Linked DNA regions of Mus musculus: all the other regions are linked to region 3. Evidence: chromatin contacts called from public ChIA-PET, HiChIP or PLAC-seq and promoter capture Hi-C data. All regions are on one chromosome and are shown on one strand. The core of a region is the stretch at or near the end of the contact, and the rest is flanking DNA. Distances in the headings are between cores, read along the strand shown.

Evidence for each region. Promoter capture Hi-C pulls out the DNA fragments that hold promoters and counts their contacts. ChIA-PET counts read pairs in DNA pulled down with a chosen protein or histone mark. HiChIP or PLAC-seq counts read pairs in DNA pulled down with a chosen protein or histone mark.
Region 1: an H3K4me3 HiChIP or PLAC-seq map of embryonic basal ganglia shows a contact between it and region 3, with 6 times the contacts expected there. The contact joins the promoter of Tex30 here to the promoter of Fhl2 in region 3. A contact is called at or near these places in 1 of 39 promoter capture datasets (pre-B cells), 5 of 115 datasets of contacts at active chromatin or transcription factors (embryonic basal ganglia, extraembryonic endoderm stem cells, memory CD8 T cells and 2 more) and 1 of 9 other capture datasets (liver).
Region 2: a promoter capture Hi-C map of hippocampal neurons shows a contact between it and region 3, with 1.9 times the contacts expected there. The contact joins the enhancer-like site here to the promoter of Fhl2 in region 3. A contact is called at or near these places in 6 of 39 promoter capture datasets (the HPC-7 cell line, HPC-7-derived erythroid cells, cranial neural crest and 4 more), 1 of 15 datasets of contacts at CTCF or cohesin (large pre-B cells), 1 of 484 Hi-C or Micro-C datasets (neural progenitor cells), 4 of 115 datasets of contacts at active chromatin or transcription factors (embryonic stem cells, memory CD8 T cells, neural tube and 1 more) and 1 of 9 other capture datasets (macrophages).
Region 4: an H3K4me3 HiChIP or PLAC-seq map of forebrain shows a contact between it and region 3, with 3 times the contacts expected there. The contact joins the enhancer-like site here to the promoter of Fhl2 in region 3. A contact is called at or near these places in 6 of 39 promoter capture datasets (the HPC-7 cell line, cranial neural crest, embryonic stem cells and 2 more) and 3 of 115 datasets of contacts at active chromatin or transcription factors (cardiomyocytes, forebrain and stem cell-derived neural progenitor cells).
Region 5: an RNA polymerase II ChIA-PET map of memory CD8 T cells shows a contact between it and region 3, with 5 read pairs. The contact joins the enhancer-like site here to the promoter of Fhl2 in region 3. A contact is called at or near these places in 3 of 39 promoter capture datasets (cranial neural crest, embryonic stem cells and liver), 1 of 484 Hi-C or Micro-C datasets (the G1E-ER4 cell line), 2 of 115 datasets of contacts at active chromatin or transcription factors (T-cell acute lymphoblastic leukemia and memory CD8 T cells) and 1 of 9 other capture datasets (embryonic stem cells).
Region 6: an RNA polymerase II HiChIP or PLAC-seq map of embryonic stem cells shows a contact between it and region 3, with 8 read pairs. The contact joins the promoter of Uxs1 here to the promoter of Fhl2 in region 3. A contact is called at or near these places in 5 of 39 promoter capture datasets (cranial neural crest, frontonasal cranial neural crest, liver and 2 more), 7 of 115 datasets of contacts at active chromatin or transcription factors (the 230-238 cell line, astrocytes, embryonic stem cells and 4 more) and 1 of 9 other capture datasets (liver).
Region 7: a promoter capture Hi-C map of second pharyngeal arch cranial neural crest shows a contact between it and region 3. The contact joins the promoter of Tpp2 here to the promoter of Fhl2 in region 3. A contact is called at or near these places in 5 of 39 promoter capture datasets (the HPC-7 cell line, cranial neural crest, frontonasal cranial neural crest and 2 more), 1 of 484 Hi-C or Micro-C datasets (the MNK3 cell line) and 4 of 115 datasets of contacts at active chromatin or transcription factors (T-cell acute lymphoblastic leukemia, double positive thymocytes, embryonic stem cells and 1 more).

The regions. Positions count from the first base shown.
Region 1 is chr1:44,100,305-44,103,974 of GRCm38.p6, forward strand. Tex30 (testis expressed 30) reads right to left here and starts at 2,137. Exons shown (of 6, transcript NM_001356297.1): 1 at 2,024-2,137.
Region 2 is chr1:43,753,379-43,756,725 of GRCm38.p6, forward strand. It overlaps Uxs1 (UDP-glucuronate decarboxylase 1), which reads right to left. Exons shown (of 15, transcript NM_026430.4): 13 at 2,321-2,378; 14 at 339-442. Among named protein-coding and RNA genes, the nearest start is that of Ecrg4, 24 kb to the left of the region's middle. Within about 2 kb of position 1,558, at least 20 of the 459 cell types and tissues checked have an H3K27ac peak or open chromatin away from gene starts, as enhancers often do. A contact at or near this core is called in hippocampal neurons, where this site is marked.
Region 3 is chr1:43,162,039-43,165,702 of GRCm38.p6, forward strand. Fhl2 (four and a half LIM domains 2) reads right to left here and starts at 1,923. Exons shown (of 6, transcript NM_010212.4): 1 at 1,664-1,923.
Region 4 is chr1:43,697,284-43,700,495 of GRCm38.p6, forward strand. No RefSeq gene overlaps it. Among named protein-coding and RNA genes, the nearest start is that of Gm30634, 15 kb to the right of the region's middle. Within about 2 kb of position 1,443, at least 92 of the 459 cell types and tissues checked have an H3K27ac peak or open chromatin away from gene starts, as enhancers often do. A contact at or near this core is called in forebrain, where this site is marked.
Region 5 is chr1:43,887,110-43,890,436 of GRCm38.p6, forward strand. It overlaps the pseudogene Gm19587. Among named protein-coding and RNA genes, the nearest start is that of Tpp2, 45 kb to the right of the region's middle. Within about 2 kb of position 1,557, at least 31 of the 459 cell types and tissues checked have an H3K27ac peak or open chromatin away from gene starts, as enhancers often do. A contact at or near this core is called in memory CD8 T cells, where this site is marked.
Region 6 is chr1:43,826,552-43,829,765 of GRCm38.p6, forward strand. It overlaps Uxs1 (UDP-glucuronate decarboxylase 1), which reads right to left and starts at 1,288. Exons shown (of 15, transcript NM_026430.4): 1 at 1,064-1,288. The coding sequence starts at 1,157.
Region 7 is chr1:43,932,232-43,935,741 of GRCm38.p6, forward strand. Tpp2 (tripeptidyl peptidase II) reads left to right here and starts at 1,763. Exons shown (of 29, transcript NM_001310540.1): 1 at 1,763-2,022. The coding sequence starts at 1,858.

The sequences.
Region 1 (3,670 bases), core at 887-3,386, 940 kb after region 3:
CAATCTCAACAATTTTTAATTATTTTCCCTGAAGCTATTAAATCAATCATTCCATTTTTCTCTCCTTCATATAACAATAGTCCTTGTCATGTGATCCTATCGACTCTGGGTTTGGCTACCAAAACATTTCAAACTTCTACTTTTGAGTTAAGCTATGGCAGATTTCTAGAAATTTCGAACTGATTTTTCACCCTGAACCACAGAGAAAATCTATCCCGGGATTTTTTTTTTCATTTTCAGCCAGAATCCTATAATGAAGATAGTCTGAGAAAACTTAAAGCCAAATTAAAGCCTGGAGCGCAGTCTAAGTCACAACTGACCTGAAGGGCTGGAAGCACTGAGAGCTACTATAATTTCTGAGATCCCCTTTTATTGTGAGAGCTTTCATTTTTCAGCATATCACTGGCACGAGAATTTCCATTATCATCCATGTGCATGGACATTTGTTTATTCAGTAGGTAACAGTAACATGGTTCAAAGCGCAAAAGATTCGAAGAATATATTTAAAAAAAAAAACCTTTGTCAAAATAAGCCTCTAATTTTTTTCTTTTTTCTTCTCTTCTTTCTCCTCTGTGCTCTTTCTAGTCTTTTAAACTTGGGGAACACAATCACTCAAGAGAGTGAAATGGGGAAACTAATGGAAATACCCTACTGCTCCTTAAAAAGACTTAAACTAACATATTAGTCTTGCACCTCTATCCACATCAATGCACTTCCCCTTCCAGTTCCAAATATATCAAGAACTGCCAGTTTTTGTGTGATCTGAAGGCTTTTATTAATTCAGACTAGTTTTATAGATTCCCCCCCCCCCCGTTGGTTTAACCACTGCTTTTTAAGAGTTCATTATTCAACTGTTAATATCTCCAAGGTGTCTTTCCCAGTGACTACCCCCCCACCCTCGCAAAAGCCAGGTTGGGTGGGGCCTGACTATAATCTCAGGATTTGAAAGGCAGAAAGGAGAATCTGCAAATTTGAGACCAGACTGGGCAAGACCCTGTCTCAAAAACAGAACAAAACAAACAATAACAAAACTAAACACAAAACAACCAACCAACCCCATAAAGAACTCTTTCCTGTCACTTTAATGGGATTTCAGAAAAACAGTACACTTAGATACATGTTTTTAAGTTAATATCAACCTGGGAAGCTCTTCCAGACTAACCTGTGATTTTAAGGAAAACGGCTTTCCTCCAGACTTCATTATGAACTTGTTCTAGACTGCTTCAGCAACACCGAAAACGTCCCATATGGTAAGCGCTCGAAGCGACTGTTATCTCCGCCCCCCCCCCCCCCCCCACGCTTTAGATAAGGGAGGACGGAAGCCTGGCTCAGCCTCAGTGTCGCCCCACAGCAGAGGGAGAACACTGCACCAACCCACCAACCCGGTAGAAACAAGGTGACGACTGTGACACAAAACAAATATAGCTGATGCGGTACGGGGTTCAAACGTCCTGGACAATCAAGCCAACAGTTTAGGGGGGAGGGGCTACTCACACTCACAAGGTAGTTATTTTCTGGTAGTTAGCTTCCACTAAGCTCCCCAAACGCCACGGCCACCCGACTTCCAGTTTAAAAAAAAATAAACATTTACTCACTGTCTGTTCCGTCTGCAGCACTACCTAGGCTGTCACCGCGCGAACAAAACTGTGAGTTCTAGGATCGCCGGGGTCGACCAACCATACGACCAAAAAAAAAAAAAAAAAAAAAAAATTCCAAACCCGAGGTTAGAGGTCGACGGGAACCGTCGTTTATTCGCTTAACGAACGCGCGCGTCCCGGGCCCGTCTGGGAGGAGGCTTAGCTCCCGTCACCCCCAACAGCTCGTGAGAGTCGCCGCGGCCCGGCTCCACCTGCCCGTCGTCCTAAACCCGTGTCCACCCTCCTCGGCAAAACAGACCGTCGGCGGCTGCCGGCCGGGAGCGCTTGGCTTCCACGGACGCCTCGGGCGGAGGAGAGCAGCAGCCCCCGAGGAGCTGCCGGCCGGCCTCACCACCGCTGCCTCCACTTCCCGCCGCCGCGCTTACCAGCGAACGCACGAGTGACCGCCAGCGCCCAACCGCCCTCACTCTCTTCAGGGAGCGAACTAACACGCTCGAAGCGACCGCCTCGCCGCCCCCGTCAGCGCGGCCCGCTACTGCGCTGGCGCACGCAGGCTTCGCCCGGGGCTCGTGGGGCGCGCCGCGAGGCTCGCCGGGAAAGAGAGTTTTCTGCCGGCTTTTAGCTCGGCCACGCCCCTCGCGGGCGCCTGGAGGCTGGACTCCTGAAGCCGGAGTCTGTATGCTGGGACCGCCGAGCCGAGCGCGGGAAAGGATTTTCTTGTCGCTGCCTTGGCTTCTTCCGGTCTGATCAGCCCATCGGAAGACACGGAGTCAACCCTGACAACTTCTTTCCTCACATCCCGCCGTGAATTCTTTATCCCTTTGCATTTCAGGCGGGTACGATTCAGTACCTCGCGGGCATAGGACAGCTATGCATGCGGCCCAAAACAAAATCTTGCACTTAAAATTCTCTCATTCTCTCTCTCTCTCTCTCTCTCTCTCTCTCTCTCTCTCTCTCTCTCTCTCTCTCTCTCTCTCTCTCTCTCTCTCTCTCTCTCTCTCTCTCTCTCTCTCTCTCTCCTCTCTCTCTCTCTCTCTCTCTCTCTCTCTCTCTCATTTATCAATCATCTATCTATCCATTCACCTAAAGTATTTTTATTTTTTGGCGACTTGACCTCGTAATTCCCTGTGCGCCAGGCTAGGTTAAGCCTCCCACATTACCATTGCCTGCTTTGTCTACCGGTCATCAGAAGGGTGGGTTGCTAGCATCCTTGTGCCCATCACTTCATTTGGATAACCCTGAGGGTATATAGGACCCATCCACTCAGTCCCACCCAAAGACTTCGTACCTTCCTCTTTAGAGCCAAATAATCAGAATTTCCTCCTGTTCTTTCAGGGGCTTTGCCACTTCACCCCAAACCTACCAAGCAAGCCCAACTGCAGAGGTTTGACTCTTCCAGTTCCTCAGATTGCAGCTTTTACTTAGGACTTCATCTACATGTCCTTTTTGTCTTTTTCCTTAAGGAGTGTGTGTGTGTGTGTGTGTGTGTGTGTGTGTGTGTGTGTATTTATTTGACTGACTCTCCTGATTAGGATAACACGTGGCAAATGTTTACTAAATGAATTAAATCCCCCTTATGCACTTGGTTACCTGCCCTCTTCTGACACAGTACATATTAAGAAACAACTAAGGGAAAGCCATTTATGACAAGTGCTTTCTCAAGTTACAGTCTTAACATTTTTAAATTAACACTTCCTTATTGTCTGTTAACCTGTCTTCCTTCTTTCCCTCCTCTGCCCGTTTTCTTCCCCAGACTCTCTCCTCTCTTCTTTGGGTTCTTGAGTGTGTTACAGTGTCAAAAACCAGGAGCCAACACTGAGATGTTGCAAGGGAAAAATTTTACTCTTACAGCCAGACAAGACTTAAACTCTCCTCAGTAGTAGGAGAATAAAAGCAGCCCAGACCAGAAACAGGCCTTTTTATGGCAAATGAGCAAGTGATTTTTAAAAAGACAGACAAAAACAAAACAAAACAAAAAACGGAGCCAACAAATGGAATTTTGGAGTTATTTTTATGAGCATAGGAATGGTACATACTCTGAGTAGACAGTGAACATACCATGAAACAGTTTA
Region 2 (3,347 bases), core at 308-2,807, 590 kb after region 3:
AATCAGCAGCACTCGTCCATGGTACCTACTTCCAGGTTCCTGTCCTGACTTCCTTCAGTGATAAACTATGACCTGGAAGTGTAAGCCAAATAATCTCCCTTTCCCTCTCCAAGGTGCTTTTGGTCAGAGTATTTTATTGCAGCAACAGAATAAAAAAGGACAATGTGTTTATATAGAGAGGCCACATAGGAGGTCCAAGCCATTTTCACTAACAGAGGATCACATACCACTGAATGGCCTATGGAGAAAACCTCCTAACAAGGGCCAAAGCTTAGGGGACGGACAAGGGGGTAGGGGAATGCCTTTCTCCCTAGGCAGTGGGCCTCCTTCAAACTTACCACAGGTTCCCACCCCAGCATCAGTTTTGCTTTTTTGATGTCTGGTTTTCTTTTCTGTGGGTCATCCTGGGCTTCAGAGAGAAACTGAATTTCACTTCCACTACCTGAGTTATTGAAAAAGAAGAAAAAAAAGAAAGTTTAAAAAAAAAAAAAAAAAAAAGGTAAGGCGAAGCGCATCTAGGGGGCAATGTTTTACCATCTATGACAGGGAAACTAATCTTACCTGTAAGCAAGGTCCCTTGTGGCTCTCAAAGCCACATAGGGCAGTCCTCGAAAACCTAGAGTGTGCCTGCATAGCTATTACTAAGCAACCACATGCAGGCACCAGGCTTGCTTCTGGTCCCACAAGAGCACAAGGGCTTGTGCCGAAGACACACCTCCACCTCAGGTAACAGGTGCACATGTGCCTAAGGGAACATCTACAAACACAAATATATAAATGTGGGCTGTAGCCATATTGGAGATGGATGCTCCAAGTGGGCCACACCTGGGTGTCAAAGGTCTAGGAATTCTCTTTCATGGGGATCAGGTGGCTTATACTGTTCTGTTCTTAATCAACAGCATGCAGATGGTAACTAGGAGCCCATGAAAACCTAGTCACCAATGTTCTAGCCAGAGAAAGCACAGAACCAACTTATGTCACATGAGTTGTCAGCTCTGCTGACACACAGAGATGTCAGCTCTGCGGCTGCATAGACTATGCAAAGGACAGAAAAGCCTGGCTTAGCACCCTGGGGTGGGGGACTAGACCCCAGTGACCACAAAAGAGAGCTACTGAGTGACCACCAGGCAGACCTGCATAAGTTATAACAGCACAGTCACACACACAGAGTCACAAAGCAGCAAGATGGAAATCCTAAGCCGGCTTTAGTGTGCTTGTCACGGTTTTCTAAATTCTGAAGTGCACATGGATCACTGTGCACACTCTGATCCAAAAAACGAGCTCACACCCACAGTGCTATGATACCAAAGCATCTGGCCCATGGTTTCCATCTGGACAGCAGAGGTTTCAAAGGCACAGTGACTGGAGGCACATGGTGAGTGGAGCAAACCTTCTCTCAACAGTGGGAATGCGTAACTGGGAAGCTAGTCTGAATGGGATTACTGGAACCACACAGTGTTTGTTGTGCTTATCTGGCAGAAGGATTATAGCTGTACACAGCTGCTCACCACAGCCCTGAGCCAAGAAGGAAGAGCCCATTCAGCCAAGGGTATCACAGGGTCAAGTCAGAGCAGCCTAAAGCACACGTATCATATAATGGTTCAGGCCAGACTGGCATATCCTGAAATCAAATTTCTGGATTGGAGACCAGGTTTCCCAGAGCTCCGTCAAGCCTGAGTATGAGGCCAGGAAGTACCTTCTTGGCACCTGCAACCCAGGAACCAGGCCAGACCCAGGGATATCCCGCTCCCTGATGGAAACACTGTTCCAATGTCACACAGCCTAATCCAGCCTGGCCAGAGCTAATGTCACTCTCCCCATGCTCCTGAAATCTGGTCGCAACAGGGACAGTGTTTATCACACCTGGAGGTCAAATCTCTGCCCCACACTCCATCAAGACATGCAACTAGACCTGGAAGTCAAACCCATCTCATTTCATCCTCCCTCTAATCGCCAACTCAGAACTGGAAGTGTTCCTCATTAAAATTAATACTCTGGGGCTGGAGAGATGGCTCAGCAGTTAAGAGCACTGACTGTTCTTCCGGAAGTCCCGAGTTCAAATCCCAGCAACCACATGGTGGCTCACAACCACTTGTAATGTGATCGGATGCCCTCTTCTGGTGTGTCTGAAGACAGCTACAGTGTACTTACATATAATAAATAAATAAATAAATAAATAAATAAATAAATAAATCTTTAAAAATAAAATAAAATTAATGTTCTGGTACAATTAATCAGCTTCTACTTTCTAAGGAAGGTGCTACTAACACAGGGTAAATAAATACAGATGAGTTCTTTCAGAGTGGTGTAGCCTACTTACCAACAAGGTTTTTAATTAACTGAGCAAATTCCAGGATTGTGTGTTCTTCTGGATTTCCCTAAAAAGGAAAGGGATTCTCTTATAAATGTCATGACAATGGCAGTACTTCCCTACCTGGACCACATGACTTCAGACACATTTGCTGCATCAACCATCAACTCCCAGACAACCCTGTCTCCAAGTAACTTCACCCCAGCTTTTTGTCCCACTGGCAAATTCTGGAACGGTTTTCATCCTGGCCAGGTACAAACATATACTACCTAAGACCTTCATCTACCTGCTCTGAAGAAGGGCCTTCAGGTAAGGCAGGGTTATTTTAAAAGGGGGCACACACATTGGGTGAGCTTCTAAGACAAGTAACCTTAATCTACCTTTTCTTTCACTTTAGTGATACTCTGTATATCTGGTTTCACAATACTGGCTCTCCTAAGACAACATACTTCCTCTACGAGAACTATGCCAATACCTTCTCCTACAGAGAAAGCTCCTGCAGCAATGGATGATGTCATAGACCAGTGTCCTGGGTGAGCCACAGGAACAGTCTCCATGAGCTTGATGAAGTCAGCTTATTGGGGTGGGATGGGTAAGTAGTTAAGATCTGTTCTGCCTTTTTCCATCACACTTTCTAACAGATGTTGCCTTCAGTTGTGTAGTGCTGAAGAAGGGGAACGCAGGACTTTGCCCACACTAGGCAGGTGCTCCACCATTTCTCTAACCTACTACTCTTACTTCTAGTATACTGCCCTAGCACAGACACAGAAAAGCCTGGGAGCTGTGAACCTTAAATCTGCCCCCCAATCCCCAATTTCCGAGGCTATCCTGGAACCAGGGATCAAAGTTTCAGGAAGGCCCAGGCTTAATTGTAGACACAAAGAAAGGCAAAGGGGCAGAGCAAAGTGATGGAGGGAGACATGGAGAAGGGGCTTTGGGAGGCTCCTTGCAATTTTGTGATTTGAGGGAAGGCAAATTTCTAAGCAGATACAGTTCCTAAATGTTCCTGTACAAAAGCTTCCTAAAAAGAATAAGA
Region 3 (3,664 bases), core at 673-3,172:
CAGTAAAGAACAGAGGTCAGAACTTAGATATCAAGCTATCTGGAGGCAGCTCTCAGGGCCACAATCTACGAGCTGGGAAACTGCTCAACAAATTTACTTCGATTTTTTTTTTTTTATCTGTTAACAAGAGGCTTTAAAATCTACACATACTGCTTATACTATGCAGGAGTTATCTGGTTCTCAGGGAGGAAACTGAGGCACCTGCTCCAGGTACATCTGCCAGCTAAACATTCTGCACCCGTCCATGCCGTGCCTGTGAGGCTGGACTGTAAGGAGGCAGAACAAAAAGAAGCCACAAGGGGGGTGGGGGGTAGTACTACATAGTGTTCCATCAAAAACTAGGAGTGAAGGGAATCTGAAAGAAAGAATGAGGGGGAAAATGATTTAAATCTTGTTTTTAATAAACTTTAGTTGGGTTGGGAATTCTGAAACTTAATGCAAATTGTTTTTTATGGTGGCAGGGTGTTGGTGGGGAGGGAGGATCACCATGGCTGCAGCATGTGGTAGGTTACTCCTGGGATTGCAACACTTTGGGGGCTGAGCACCAGTTTGAGGCTACCGGGGATGATGGTACTGTAAATCCCAGGCTTTCCTGGCTACAGAATGAAGCTTTATCCCAAACAACAACAACCGAAACAATCACCACACATACAGCCACACCAACAAACACCCTTTCTTTAGATCTCTCTACACTACTGCAAAATTGGCTACACACAAGCCAAGTAGTACCGCAACATGAGACACATCTAGAGCAGTATTTTGAAGACAATCTCGTGCTAAGTCCAAATTATAGTTAACTACATCCCAAAATATGCGTAAGAAAGTGCATGCCACAAGTTGGCTTCACCGAAGACAGCTGTAGACTTCAAAAAAATGCCAGCTTTGTTGAGTTCCAGAGACACAACTGAAGACTATCCAGCAAATATGGCTAGTTCTTCACTTAAGATCAGAAAAAAAGCATTTCAAGACTTTCTTTCCACAAGACTGAAATCTATCAGAATTCTTTTCATTTAAAAGTGTTGTTTTTCTCCCCCCCCCCCCCCCCCGCCATGGCTCAGGTTTTAGTTTGGGTGGTTAGTCAAGATGTGTGGTCACAGGCAAACTCCCACTTCTTCTCAAAGGAAATGCTTGGCTATCCACGTGCTGACCAGCCTGTCACCTCCTTTCCATAGACTTCAGGGACCAGTTCCACTTCATCCCCCGCCCCCCGGGGGGGGGGTTTGCCTGTGGGCAGTTCATTGTCTCCCACCACCTGGAAGTGATCCACCCCTACAGGGCTGCAACCCTCCCTCTGGACATCAAAGGTCCCTCCCCACCATTTCCAAATTCGGCTCTCCTATGCTCAGGTTCTCCAACACTCATGATTCTGGTCCTCTCTGCCCCGCATCTGCTCTTCCTGGGGGTGTCTTCCTGTAGATCAACTCTCAAGTCCTGAAGTCTCCCCTCAAGCCTTCCCCCAAGCGCCCTCCCCCACCACATTTCCGATTCACTGTCGCCCCTTCATCTCCCTCCCCTTCATTTCGAGTCCTCATCCTAAGTATGCCCAGCTACGCTCTCCTCTCTCCCGGATCTGTCCTCTCCGTTCTGGGTCCCCATCCCGAGTGTCCCCTGCAAATAGGGCTCTCCTATCGCCAGAACCTGTTCTCTCCGTTTAGGTCCCTACCCTGATGCTGTCTGCACAGCTCTGCTCCGGTCTCCTGGGTCTCCGCCCCACGGTCCGAGTGCGCTGGCCACAGGCTCTCGACGCGTCCTAGGGCAGCGGTCTGGTGGCGATCCTTGTGTCCCAAGCAGGGCTGTGGCCTGGGCGGCCGCAGTAGTACTCGCGCGGTGGGGCCGGGGTCTAAGGGAACCCAGCGGACTGTGGACCGGTGGCGGTGGCGGCTCAGCGGGCGGAGTGCAGCAGGAGCTGCGCCCGCCCTCGAGAACCCCCGCCGAGTCATTTGACCATATAAGGACACACGCGCCCGGGCGGCGGGCTGGGCGCGCTGGCCAGGAGAGCCAGGCGCGGTAGCGAGCGCCCCTCGGCAGCCAGCCGGTCGTCGTCTGTTCCCCTGATGACGCTACCACAGACCTTTTGTTTGACTTAACCTCCTTCCTTGCTTCCTGGTGTTTGGCTCACACGGTCAACCCTCGCTGCGTCCTGGCCTTGGCTCCAGGGCTAGTTGCTATGCAGTGCAGAGAGCTGTAGCAGCTGACACCCAAGGGCGAAATGACATGGGGCTACTGTCACCAGGACACGTCCGGGTTGCGGGGTCCTGCCTGAGTGCAGCCTGGTGCAAGCATGGATGGGTCATTTGCAGATTTGGGGGAAGGAACTATGTGTGTGTGGTGCACACAATGACATGGTAGCCTTCTGCGCCTTACCTTGCAGACACTTTCCATCATGGAATGAACCAAACCGATGACCTAGAGAATCATTAATTAGTTCCACTAAGGAGCTCACTGATAGAAGGCCCTTTGCCCAACACTCAAGGCTAGAGAACTGTTGAACATTCAGTGGCTCCCTCTGGGAAAAAAGAAAACACTGGTCTTAATGTGTCCTTCACACTCTGAAGGACAAGATCCTCTGCAGAGTTGGCCTTTAAAAGGGGCACGGGACACTGTTCAACACAGTGTTGGGAGGCATACGGTATCCTCATGCCCAGGAAAGCCAGCTTCCTCTCTTGAGCAAATGAGTCCATATGCGGGCACGGTAGAAGATGGGCATGTGGAGAAGCAATGAAGGCCTGGGGTAGTGACTTGTCAGTGTTGTGAGGTGACAGAAGCCACTTGATGAAGGGATTCGCTTGGGTGCAGGGTCTGTGAAGGGATCTAGTTGGTCATCACTGAGATGGTATGGCCACTGGAAGGATGGGAAGTGGCTGGCCACATTTCCTTCTCAGCCAGGACACAGAGAGAAAAGAGACTGGTGCTCAGCTTCCTCTACCCAGCTCTTGAGAAGTGCTGTCCACCTTGGGGGCCAGTCTTTCCTCCTCAGTTAAACCTCTCTGGAACTACCACAAAAATTCTTCTAGAGGTGTGTCTCCTAGGTGATTCAAAACCCAGTCAAATGGACAGTGAAGAACCATCACTGGTCGAAGCTGTTTCCATCATTCGAGGGGAGCTGAAGGCAACACGTTTTCCAGTAAAGGCAGGAAGAACTGTGTGGTGGCTTTCTTCTGGTTGATACTTCCTGATTGGTGTCACTGGAGGGTCTCCGTGGTGGAACCTCAGAACTTGAGAAACAAGGGTGTTAGAATAACTGCCACGCAGTCAACATTAGCTACCTCTGGCCACTCCAGGGATCTTCAGGCCCTTTTGGTAAAGTTAGTTATCTCAATTAAATGATGAGGACTCTAGATGAGGTGAAGAGTTTCAGCTGAGATTTGCACTGATGTCTATGAGCTAGCAAGGCCATGAGAATATCTTAAAGGATGAGAAATTCTTAACTCCCGTCATTCACTCGGGTGACTCCCTGGAGTTGACACTTTCCTCAGAGGAGAGTGAGCAAGCTGAGGTGGGACACAGGAAATCCATCCCACTCCTGTCCCCATCTTGCAATTGAGGGATAACCTAACTAAATTCCCACTGATGGTCAAGGTACACTCTATCTTGGATTCAAAGTAAAGGGTACGTAGACAGGCTAATGGCTCTGAGGCTACTCAAGTTAGCTTTCTTATATGTA
Region 4 (3,212 bases), core at 193-2,692, 530 kb after region 3:
TCCATGGCTTAGCTCTTACTGTTTCTGTTCTCCATGACCTACTACAGTACACAATTACTCAATGGGAATGATCAGAAATAAGCAAATCATTAGTTATAAACTAAACACTATTCTGGGTGGTTTGAGGAAAATTTTGAGGTCCATCCCTCCTGGGAAATGAGCTGCCCCTTTATGCAGAATACTCATATTGCCTATCAAATCAATGGTGTTGCAGGACACACCTTCAAGTGACCCCATTCTAAGTTTGATCCCAAAGGACAAGAGTGGTGGCTGTGGGGGCTGGAGAGATGGCTCAGTGGTTAAGAGCACCGACTGCTCTTCTGAAGGTCCTGAGTTCAAATCCCAGCAACCACATGGTGGCTCACAACCATCTGTAATGAGATCTGACGCCCTTTTCTGGTGCATCTGAAGACAGCTACAGTGTACTTAGATATAATAATAAATAAATCTTAAAAAATTATTTATTAAAAAAAAAGAGTGGTGGCTGTGATTGTCCTGGTTGATAATTCATTATTCCTGTTCATCTCTTATTATACCTGAGAGCTGGAGAGATGGCTCAGCACTTAAGGGCATTTTTGTTTTTATAGAAGATTTGGGTTTGGTTCCCAGTACAAAATGATGGCCAATAACCATCCGTAACTCCAGTTCCAAGGGATCTGACACCCTATTGTGACTTCTATGGGCCCTAGGCACATATGTGATACATGTAAATGAAGACAGGAAAAATACTTATACACATAAAAATAATAAATCTTTTTTAAAATCTCTTATTGTACTTAATTTACCAATTAACCTTATGAAAAGTACATATGATAAAAAGACATTGCATATATAGAATTTGGATATCTATTTTTGGGTGTCCACTGTGGGGCTTGAAATGTTTTACCCATAGACTTTGGAGGAGTCTACTGTAACAAGGTATTTTGAGATTCCTCTGCATCACTTCAGGTGAAATTAAAAACCTAAAATTCATAATTTTGGAACCCAAAAATTATCGGCTTTAAAATGAATAGATGTGGATTTTGGAGAATAGGAGGATATTTAGGTCAGCTGGGAGTCTGATCTTGACTCAAGCTGTGGAATGTGGTTGTATAGGTCATTGAGGACATTAGTAACAGTAAGCGATATGGGAAAGAGGAAAGAATAGAAGGAAGCGAGTGAAAGGAGCCAGGTAAGCGAATGGACAGAAGTATCCTGCTAGATTCAGCCCTTGTCTCCCCTTTATTTTCTGCTCTGTGCCATTCTCTGCAGATGAAGCATAGTTGTACAAACAGATATATGCTTGGAATGTAGCAGGGAGGAGGGAACCAAGCAAGCCAGCTACTGCTGAGAAACAGGAACAACGTATGTGCCTGAAATAGAAGGGCATGCCTCCCCTGTGGGAATTCTTGAGAGCTCGTCAGGCACAGCTGCAGCTCTGACACTTGGACTGTGCACACAGGAGCCTGGCCGGGCTCTCAGCCAGTCACTTTGCTGCAGCATTCTCTTTGTTCCAGTCCTGGCCTGGCCTAAGTCACCTTGGAAACGAATGGGTCTATAAAACTAATGACAAAAAAAAAAAAAAAAAGCTGTACATAAACCCTGTGTGATCATGGGCCCATGGAAGACTAGCCAAACTGTGGGCCTGACAGAGTAGGGACTCATTTCTAAGCACCATGGCAACCTAGATTTGCTTGAGGCAGTTCTGTGCCTTGCAAGTCCCACTCTGCCATGCTATAACTTGTGCACTGCCTGATCCCCCATTCCAGCATCAAGGCCCTTCTGGGTTGCATCAGACTTCTGGGAATTCAGAGCTATTTCAGAAGGATGGAGAGTGAATGGGTTATCTTTGGCCCTTTATTTACAGCAAGCAAAGCTGTGCCAGTGGGAATCCTACCTGATCTGATAGATTCCCATCAGACATAGAGTTTTGCACCTTTGCCTGCATTTTTTATAAGAAGGGTTTTTTTGTTTTTGTTGTTTTTGTTTGTTTTTGGCTAGGGTCAAGTGCATCCTCTGTTCTGTTCCTTTTTTTTTTTTTTTTTTTTTTTTTTTTGTCACTATAGTTTTCTTTTTCCTGATGTACACTCAGGTCACTTTCTACACAACCTGATGCTTCTATCCACATGCCACCAAAGTTTCCAGGTTCTGACACTGAGGGACAGCTGCTTTCCACTAAGCCTTTGGCCTCACTCAAGCGTCACTTTGAAAATCAATGTAAAATCAAGAGCTAGTGATACATTGTTCCGTGCTCTAACTTGACCACATTCCAATAAGGACAAACAGGGACATCAGTGTGATAAGAACAGATTCCCACAAGAGTGGCTGGAATCCAAAAACAAGAAATAATAACTTTTACAAAGGGTGTGGTGGAACTATCTTTTACTGTTGCTGGGAAGTCATTTCAGGAGACAAACAGGCTAAATATACTCTTACCACTGTGAGGCATTTACTCAACTGACTTGAAAACTTATGCACACACAAAAATTCCCAAGCAAATGCTTATAGTAGTCTTATTGTCCAAATGTGGAAGCAACCCATGGATATTGTATGGATATACCACTGAGTGTTTATTCATTAACACGTGAATAATGAATAACACATGTTAATGAATAAACACTCAGTGGTATATCCATACAATAGAACACTATTCAACAATTAAAAAGGAAAATATCATCAATCCAAACTAGAACATGAATTGATATTAAATCCATATCAGTAAAGAAAAAAGACAATATAAAAGGCTATAATAATACTATATTAATTAGGTTTATGTAACAGTTTGGTAAAGGAAAATAGAATAGTGTTCTTGAGGAGTTTAGGAAGGAAGAAGGCTAACCAGGAGAACCACAAGGGATCATTTTAGGGCCGTGAAACTATTTTGTGTGATATTGTAGTGGCAGAAATACACTTTTCAAAACCCATAGAATTTTACAGTACAAAGAGCAGATTTTTAATATATAGGATAAGAAGGAAAGAGAGAGAGAGAGAGAGAGAGAGAGAGAGAGAGAGAGAGAACAAGAAAGAAAGGAAGAAAGAAAGAAAGAACAAGAAAGGAAGAAAGAGGATAAAATCCTCTGCAGCTTGAACTACTGAATTAGAAGGAAATTTTTTTAATGCAATTTGCTCATGAAGACAACATACTACTGAGGAAATCAAGGGAAATTCATAGTGTTTGATGCCCGATACAACTAACTTGAAATAAAGCATTTTTGGAGTAGAGAATAATGAAA
Region 5 (3,327 bases), core at 307-2,806, 720 kb after region 3:
ACTGCATAAGATGTTTAAAGCTAAGAGTACACGGGAACACTAAAACAAACACTTCTTGTTATTAGCACAGAGAGGAACACTCAGACATTCACGTTGTACTGTGTTTTGTGTAGCATCTATGTTAAAGTACTTTTCTTCCAGCTATATCAAATTGTACAATTTTCTGTGAAATGTGCACGTGAAAATACATTAAAGTAATGACATACAGTGTTGCAGACTAAAGAAAATCCAATAAGAATAAGAACTGTTTAATGCCTTTTGAACATGACGTCTACTGTGAGAAGATTTTCTGTTTTCTTCTTAACAACATTAATTTACCACCTAAGATGTACTCAGGAACACTTAAAAAAAACACTCTTCTCGTTATTAGCACACAGAGGAACATGCATTCATTCACGTTGTACTGTGTTTTCTCTAGCGTCTATGTTAAAGAACTTTTTTTTTCCAGCGGTAGATCATTTTACAGTTTTCTGTGAAATGTGTATGCAAAAATATATGAAAGTAATGACATAAAGTACCCCATATAAAGTAAATTAATTATAAATAAGAATGTTATGCAATTTGAATATGACATCTATTGTGAGTAAAATTCTTGTTTTCTTCTTAACAACACACCTTTACCTCCTATGATGTTTAAGCTAAGTATATATGGGAGTTCTAAACTAAACACCCTTCTGATTTCTAGCACAGCGCAGAATACACAGGCATTCACATTGTACTGTGTTTTGTGTAGCATCTATGTTAAAGTACTTTTTTAAAGCTATAACGCATTGGACAATTTTCTGTGAAATGGGCATGTAAAAAAACAATAAAGTAATGACATACAGTGTTGCAGACTAAAATGCAAGTAAGAACTTACTTAATGGAGAGCGAAACCAATGCCTGGCTGGGAGCAGCCGCCACGGAGGTCTTTGGCCAATATCGATTCCACCTGTCCACAAACATGGGGAATATCTTTGCAAACCTCTTCAAGGGCCTTTTTGGCAAAAAAGAAATGCACATTCTTATGGTGGGCCTGGATGCTGCAGGGAAGACAACAATTCTATACAAACTGAAGCTGCGCGAAATTGTGACCACCATTCCCACTATTGGTTTCAATACAAGAATACAAGAATATCAGCTTCACTGTGTGGGATGTGGGCGGCCAGGACAAGATCCCGCCGCTGTGGCGCCACTACTTCCAGAACACCCAAGGCTTGATCTTCGTAGTGGACAGCAATGACAGAGAGCGTGTGAACGAGGCCTGTGAAGAGCTCATGAGGATGCTAGCTGAAGATGAGCTCCGAGATGCTGTTCTCTTGGTGTTTGCCAGCAAGCAGAACCTCCCCAATGCCGTGAAAGCGGCCAAAATCACAGCGGTCACAAGCTGGGGCTGCACTCTCTACGCCACAGGAACTGGTACATTCAGGCCACCTGTGCCACCAGCGGGGACAGGCTCTATGAAGGACTAGATTGGCTGTCTAATCAGCTCCGGAACCAGAAGTGAACCAGACCCCCTCCATCCCCCTCACTTCCTCTTCTCTGCCCTCAGCTTTCCTCTCATGTGGCAAACGTGCAACTCTGTGGTCCTAAGTGCCAGAAGCTGTCTCCATGGGTTGGTCACATTGTGCATCGCACCGTGCTGTACATGTGCAGACGCAGCCTGCAGCCAGGTTTTTATTTAATGTAAATAGTTTCTGTTTCCACTGAGGCAGTTTCTGGTACTCCTATGCAATATTACTTAGCTTTTTTATTGTAAAAAGAGAATCAACTCACTGTCAGTACTGAGAAGGGATTTGGGTGTAGGGGCACCTGGCCTCCGGGAGCCATTGGGCTGTAAACTGGTGTCGGTATCCATTTGGTGGTTGGTTTTTAACCCAAACTCAGTGCATTTTTTTAAAAAAATAGTTAAAAATTCAGGACAAGAACACTTGAACACACAGAACGGAGACTATGCCTAGTGTAGGTTTTGCAGTTAATGGCCTGAATGCTAGTTATCAGATCACCTGTCTCGCTGTGGGAACAGGAGAGAAGGTGACAAACAAACCATCATCCGCCGCATGGTCACAGTAGAGCCCCCGTGACTCGCATGTCTTTGGGTCACCTGCATTCCATAGCATTGTGCTTGTACTTGTGCTCACACGATTACGTAGGGTAGGCTGGGAGCCATTGTGGGGTGCAGGGCCTGGCTTGTACTTGGTGTGTGCAAGGCCCAGTGGCAGCCTGCATACCCAGCCTACTCTTGGGCCCACTTGGACGCGCTGGCAGGAGGCCTGGGTCTCACCAGCAGGAGTGCGTGCAAGGTGGGAGGGTCGGCCCATTACAGACCCACATCCTGGAGCACCCCCATCTCCATGTGTGAAGTAGCTTCCTCCCTCAGCCTGCAAGGGTCCGATTTGCCATCGAAAGACGACCTCTACTTTTTTCTTTTGCATTTTGATAAACACTGAAGAAGCTGGAGCTGTTAAATTTATCTTGGGGAAATCTCAGAACTGGTTTATTTGGTGTCGTGGAACCTCTTACCGCTTTCAATACACAATTAGTAATCAACTGTTTTGTATACTTGTTTTCAGTTTTCATTTCTACAAGCACTGTAATTATAGCTGTTAGAATAAAGTCTCTTAACTATTAAAAAAAAAGAACTTACTTAATGTGTGTTGAACATGACATGTCTTGTGAGAAACCTTGTTTTCTTTTTTAAAAACACACCTTTATTGCCTAAGATATTCAAAGCTAACTGTACACGGGAACTCTGGATATCTCTAGTGCTAGCTGCACTCACTGTCTCTGCCTGGGGCCTGTCCCTCCGGTTATCTTGTTTGTGTCAGGACTCCTCAGGGTCCAGTTGTCTCTGTGATCCTGTGATCCTGAGATCCTGGGTATAAGAGCTCCTGGGAGTCAAGCTGCCTCTGGGATGCTGACGTCATGGTGTGACAAAGCTCCTGAGATCCTGTGATCCTGTGACCCTATGATCTTATGATCCTGGGTTGTGTGAGAGCACCTGGAAGTCCAGCTTCCTCTGTGTGCTATGTTCCTGGCATGTTAGAGCTCCTGGGGGTCCAGGTTCCTCTGGGTGCTGTCTTGTTGTCTTCTTAGAAATACATGTTTACTACCTAAGATATTTGAAAGTAACTGTACCTGGGAATATTTAAAGAAACACTCCCTGATTTTTAGCACTGACAGGAACATACAGGCATGCATATTGTGTTGTGATTTATGTAGCATTTATGTTAAATTACTTTTTTTTTCAACTATAATGAATTGTATGGTTTTCTGCAAAGTGCATAAATGAAAATACAGGAAAATAGTGACAAATTATATTACCATACTGAAGTAAATCCGTTAGAA
Region 6 (3,214 bases), core at 38-2,537, 660 kb after region 3:
CTGCTGCTGCTGCTGCTGCTGCTGCTGCTCCTCCTCCTCCTGCTCCTCCTCCTCCTCCTCCTCCTCCTCCTCCTCCTCCTCCTCCTCCTCCTCCTCTTGCAACAGCTGAGCTGTAGCAGCCAGTCTGCATCCTACTAACACCATCATCCCATCAGTTGAACCCACGTTCCAAAGTACCTACTCACCTGGGAATCAGACCCTGGAAACTCAATCACTTAGCAGTTTTCATTCGAGTATGTTTGCCTGGGTGGCCAGGATTCAGAAGGAGCTCACTCACTCTGAGAGCTATTTTTAGCCCAATTTTGGTACTTGGTAAAGTAGTAATAGCTGTTATATCCAGTTGCACAGAGCAAAAACAAACAAACAAACACCAAAAAACTAGACTTTGCCTTCTCTGAGAAGCTGAGGGCCCCTCAAGATAAACAGGCTAAGGATCCAATTGACACCCGCCCCGCCTGCCCCCTATGCTGTGCCTCCTTCCGCGACACGCTGGAGGAGTACCTGGTGGCGCGGGAGGAGAGTGGGGAGCGGGGAGTGTGAGACAGGATATCAGAGCATGGCCACACAGGGCATCCACGGAGAATGGCAACACTCAGCTGCTGAGTAATTTTCCTGCGGAGCAAACAGTCGGAGCAGGGACCCTGCCAATAGCTATAATATTTTTATCCTACTTAACCAGCACCGTCCCCAAGGATGTCCCCGCGCCGCACTCTCCAGGTTCACCCTAACCCTAACCCTGGGTGCTGTGGACAGCACAGCACAGCGGTTCGGGTCAGTACGAGCTGGCGGGCGCTGCGAGGTTGGCCGAGTCCGCAGTGTCTACAGCTCGGGGAACGTGTCCACCGCGTCCCGGGCAAAGGCCCCAACACCGGCCACCGGTCCGACGCCGGGCCTACGCGGAAGCGGGCAGCAAGCAAAGCGGCCAGCGGCTCCACAGCACAAGTTCAGCCTCGTGGAAGCTGTGAACCGGTCCCCGGCCCTGAACAGCCTGCTGCTCGGCCGCAGCGCCCGCTCCCCGCCGCGCGGGAATGAATGGGCTCCCGCCCACCGCGCACGCACTCACAGGCGGCGTAGGCGAACAGCGCGATGCCGAGCAGAAGCTTCATCCTCCTGCGGTTGACTGAAGAGACAAGGCGCAACAGCCCCTTGCTCACCATGCCCGGGAACCGCTCGGGTCCGGGGCCTGCCGCGCCGGCCAGCCGCAGCACAATGCGCGGCGGCCCGAGCCCCGCCCCCGTGCACCAGCCCCACCCCCGCGCGCCCGGCTTCCTGCCGGCTAAACCACTGCGCTCGCGCGGCTGGGTCCCGGCCTCCGGCTCCGCCCACAGCCGTGCCCCGCCCTCATCCTCCTTTTCCCCGCAAGCGCAGTGTAATCCCTGAGTTTTCAGGATGGTGTCAATCAACCAGGGATGGGTGGGCACAGTGGGTGGCTCGGAGCGCGCATGCGCAGCCCAGTGTGCTTGCCCCCTTTTCGCTGCTGGGGTAGCGTTCGACGTTTGGCGCGGATCTCGGAAGTTCGCCTGCAACTTGCAGGGCGCTTGCGCGTTCTTAGTCCTACACGGCCGGCTGGGCTGTGGCCTCGCGCTGTTGGAGATGAAGAACTGGTTTGCTGTAATTGGTGTGTCTTGACAGTGAACAGTTGAGTTTCTATGAGTGCGGGGCTAGTAAGTTGCCTTCTTAGCTGTTCTTTTTGCAAGGCAGGAAAGTGATAAATCCCAAACGCGCCGGTGAATCGACAACACTTCTCTTCATTTTCTTTATTTTAAAGATGAAGGGTATATTATCATGAAGAGGTTGTTAATCGTTGGAATTTAGGACAAACCACACTGCAGTGGGAACAGCAGAAATGAGCAGGGATCATTTCTGGTACAAAGTGTATGGGAATAATTTCAGAACAACAGACACTTTGCCTGATCATAGTTACCAAAAGCGAGACAGAATGCTCTGGTTATGTCTTCTCCTTAAGCATAGCACAATGAGATCTGAGGTACTTTTCCTCTCAGATGTTTGAATATTAATGAGACTCAGTGTTGGCAGACAGTTTCACATTCATAACAACCCTGATAAAAGATAGAAACATGAGGGCTGCTTGAAGACCTATGAAGAAAGGGTTGCCATCTTCAGATTGTATGAGTGTACTGTAATGTTGGGATGTCTGCATGGTTAAGGAGGGAAGAACATAGACCGGAGACTGTGACTCTGGATTTTCATGTCTCCATCTGTAAGTCATTTCCAATTCAGGAATTTTCTGGTGAGTTTTAAGAACTAAAAACTATCCATTGAAAGGACAATTTAGAGCAAAAGCTCCACATCCTATCAAATAGGCAGACTCTTGTCAAAAGTAACTACATTAATAGTGTAGAACACAGAGGTTCCTAAAAGTGACCCATAAAACTTTGCTTTGAGCAATAGTGATAGGAAATGGTGAATTAATCAGTTGATTTTGGACTGTATCACCCAGTACTGTATTGTACCTGTCAAGCTATATCCTAAGGGAATGCATACAAAGAGTCTTCAGAAACACATGTTCTGCTAGGCCTTAGGGTATTTGATAGAATCAGAAAAGTCCTCTTTCCTTAAGATACCTTCCATCCATCTGTCAGGAAATTGTCATAATAAATGCATACCCTTTTGTCTGTAACATTGTACAGATCTATGGTGTATATCTTAAGTGCATCCAGGAAAGGAAATGGAGTTGAATGATATTCCCTGTGCACTAGGGGCTGTGGAGCTGGGTAGGTATATCTGCTCTGATGGGGTTTTCTGGAGTGCAACTGGATTATAATTACTACGAGAGCTCCAAAGAAGCAAGCTGCTGAAACATGAAAAACCTCCATAAAATAGTCTCTCTCCTCATGTTCTTCCCTGTTTGTCTCCATTGACAAAGACACATAGTCAAGGGCATAGACAGGGGAAGGAGATGGTACTGAACTGAGTCAAATGGAGGGAGGGAATCACCATACAACTATACAGCTTATAACATAGTAAGAAACATCAAGTCATATATAAAAGAGAGCATGTGGGAAGAACAGCAGATTGTTCATTTTAAGGTGATAATTTTGAAAGACAACATGTATGTGGACACATACAAGAGTAGGTACTTTACTATCATACTTCCTGTGCTTGCAGGTGACCAGCATAAGGCAAAGGAAGAGTTAATGATGTGGTGGCAGAATCTGCTTTAGAAGGTGGTGTGCAGATCCAGCTGGGTTGT
Region 7 (3,510 bases), core at 513-3,012, 770 kb after region 3:
GATTTATTTATTTTATGTATAGGAGTACACTGTAGCTGTCTTCAGACACACCAAAAGAGGGTATCAGATCCCATTACAGATGGTTGTGAGCCACCATGTGGATGCTGGGAATTGAACTCAGGACCTTCAGAAGAGCAGTCAGTGCTTTTATCCGCTGAGGCATCTCTCCAGCCCTAGAATAGCCTGTTATAAATGGAAATATGTCTAATTCTCATCAAACTTCTAGGGAAAAGCTGCCTTTTCTTTCCTCCCTTCCCTCCCATCCCATTTTTTGTTCATTTTAATCTTAAGATTTACTCATTGTTTTCATCAACTTTGTAATTGTAAGTTAACTTAATCCAAAAGAAAAAATTAACATTCTGATCCCAAGAAATTCTTTCAAGTTACAATTTAATATATTTTAATATATTTGCTCATAGAGCAAAGTATGAGGAGTCAATGGAAATGCTGTGGTTTGAAACAAATGGCATACACGGGATTCTAGGAACCTGCCTCTTAAACTGGAGACCATAGAAATGCACAGGGCCCATGATTGAATAGGAAAAAATTATTTTCATCCTCCACATGTTCTTAATTATGAACACAGGCAACCTTTGTTATTAAAGTGTGTAGTTTAGATATATTCAAATGCCATTTACAATTGTTTTCCAATTTAAAAATAACATTAGTTATTAGACTTGACGATGGCTCTGTTATTTAATTTTAAAAAGAGCACACATGTAATTACTTACATATATGAAACTATTGCAATACAACAAAAATTAAGTTGTTATAATTCTTTCAACCGTCTACTTCCTGTATAATCCTATATATTTCATCTTATGCATTTAAAGACATCTCTGTGGTAAGGTGTCTTGAGTTTGTCAATGGGATAATTAAGATTACTCTGGGCGCCTTCTTGCTGCTGGGACTTTTGGAGTAGACACAGCAGTCGCTGCCACTAAAGAGAAGAATTACCACACTTATGGCTGTGGTTCGGTGCTCAGTATTTCAGAGGCCTCCAGGCAGGCTACACACTGAAAAAACGTGCAGAATCTCTCACTGGTACAGAGTAGATTTGTCACAAATAGGAAAATATTAATTCACCCCCACAATATTCTTAATTATGAATGTTGGCAACCTTTGTTACTGGATAATCTGTGTAGTTTAAATTTCAAATGCCATTTACGATTGCTGTCACTGTGCATCCTAATGGGAAAAAAACCCCGCAAACTATGGCTCGGTAACTGTGTTACAAAGAGGAACTTCACTGGAGAAAAGGCAGGTATTTTTCTGAAATTCCGGATGCCAAGGGTAAGTAAGCCACGAAGACAGGAGGGAGCTCATTTCTGTCACGTGTTTTGCTTTGGGGACTCTGGCGACAAAACAGCCGACAACCCACTTCCTGTTGACTAAACAGCACCTCACCCTGCCAGAAAGGCCGGGCCGCTAAATCTGAGACTTCCGCGCTCGACTTTACAGGCTTCCGGTCCGCAGCGGGTTAAGCCAACCTCGGCGGCGTCGCGAGGATCCCACGCCTCAGGCAGACAGCCCGTTCCTCTCGCTGCTTCTCACGGAGAGTGACAGCTCGGAAGGCAAGAACCTCCCTCCAGTGCGTTGTCATCCGCAGCAGCGCACACTCCGTTCCAGCTCTGCAGCCTGGGTAACATTCCCTCGTCGTGACTCGTAGCGGCGCCGTTAGCTTACGTTGAAGCGTATGATTGGCTAGACACCTCTGACCGCACACGATTGGGTACTGGTGGCCAGGCTCCGCCCCTTCCCCACCTCCGTCCCGCGGTAGCCGGGTGTCCTCGCGCCGCTCGTCCGCGCGCTGCCTGGCAGTTTGCCTCTTCCTCGTCTGTCCTCCAGCTTGCGTCCATGGCCACCGCCGCGACCGAGGAGCCCTTTCCTTTCCACGGTCTTCTACCAAAGAAGGAGACCGGGGCCTCCTCCTTCCTGTGCCGCTACCCGGAGTATGACGGGCGCGGGGTGCTCATCGCCGTCCTGGACACAGGGGTCGATCCCGGGGCCCCGGGCATGCAGGTGAGGCGGCGCCCAAGGGCCCGTAGCCCAGAGGGCCGAGCCTGGAACAAGGCGGGGACCGGACGGGCCGGGGCGGCCCGGACAGCTCTGGGAGACCTCCAGGCCCTGTTCCCTGTCCACACAAAAGCGGTGTGGTCAGCGTGGCTGTTCGGGATCGGGGGCCGCGGGGAAGCTTTGCTGGTCAGCCTGGGCGTTCCAGGCCCCACACCTCTTCAGGGTCCGCACCCGACCTCGGCATGGGAAAATTTTACAGTTTTATAGGTCTGGGAGGGCGCGGGAGCGTGGGGGGCACCAACGATAGGGGTAACAGCCTTGAAGAGATCCTTAGTGATGTTTAAGAGATACTCGTTTTGGCAAGGCCAGCAAAGTGAGTTCCCAGAATTCGACCCAGTCCGCTTCCGGAATGGTTTCTTCTGATACTTTTGTTCTATTTTTAAGTTATTTGCTGGTGTTTGTTCAGGGTCCTTGAAATCTTTTGGGTTAGTCTTTTTTTTTTTTTTTTTTTCAAAGGGCCCGACTAATTTGTTTCGGGCGAACTTTTCAGGCCTTATAAAATGTGCATTTTAAACGAGAGAACATACTTTGATTACGACTTCCTAAAAATGACTTCATTTCCTTTATTCAAGTTAGAAGTCTTTAAGAGCAGGGACCTTACTGATGTTAAAAAAAAATGCCTGAATAAAATGTATTCTGTGTTTAAATAGCCTCTTACTAAAACCCCCTCATAAGTACTCTCTAACCTTTGTTGAAGAGCTTATCTGACTAAAACTAGAGTTTATTTACCCTCTTTTCGGTCCGTGGTCAGTTTATCAAATAGATAGATTAGATCACATTGATACCATCTTATCCTTGTTCCTCACAAAAGAGGGATACTAATTCCTCTCCTCCTAGCCCTTGATTTGTTTCCTCCAATCTTTAGTTTTCTCATTGTGCTGCCTAATAATTGACATAAATGGATGGGAAGGTAATTGACGTACATGTTAGAGGTTATTGGAAAGGATAGGAAAGAAGCCTGTGTGGACACTCTGGGACTCTCAGGGAATCCTGCTTCCAAGTGTTTGTTACTTCTTCCCCTTTCTGGTGCACACCTGAGCCCTGAAGCACACAGTGTCAGAGTCTCTGATTAGAAGTTCAAGTGACTACAGTTATTTTATTAATAGTAATTGCTAAGGTTTAAAACTTGGTAACAGCAATGACACGTTGTGAATTTATTACACAGTGGAAGTGCTTCCCAATACACAGGAGTGTGTGTTTACTTTTTGTAGGGTGTGGGAGAACAACTAGGGTAAGTGGCTCACTAGTTCTTAGCGTTAGAGGTTCAGAAAATCCTGAAGATTTTGGCGTAGTACTACTCAGTGGACATTTGTAGAATTTTTGGTTCTGGTTAGAGTATTTTGTTTCTGTAAAGTAACAGTTTTTACCCCATAGGATTACTTGATAATTGAGCAGCCAACACACATGATTTTACAGTGCTAAAGTGTTAAGTAC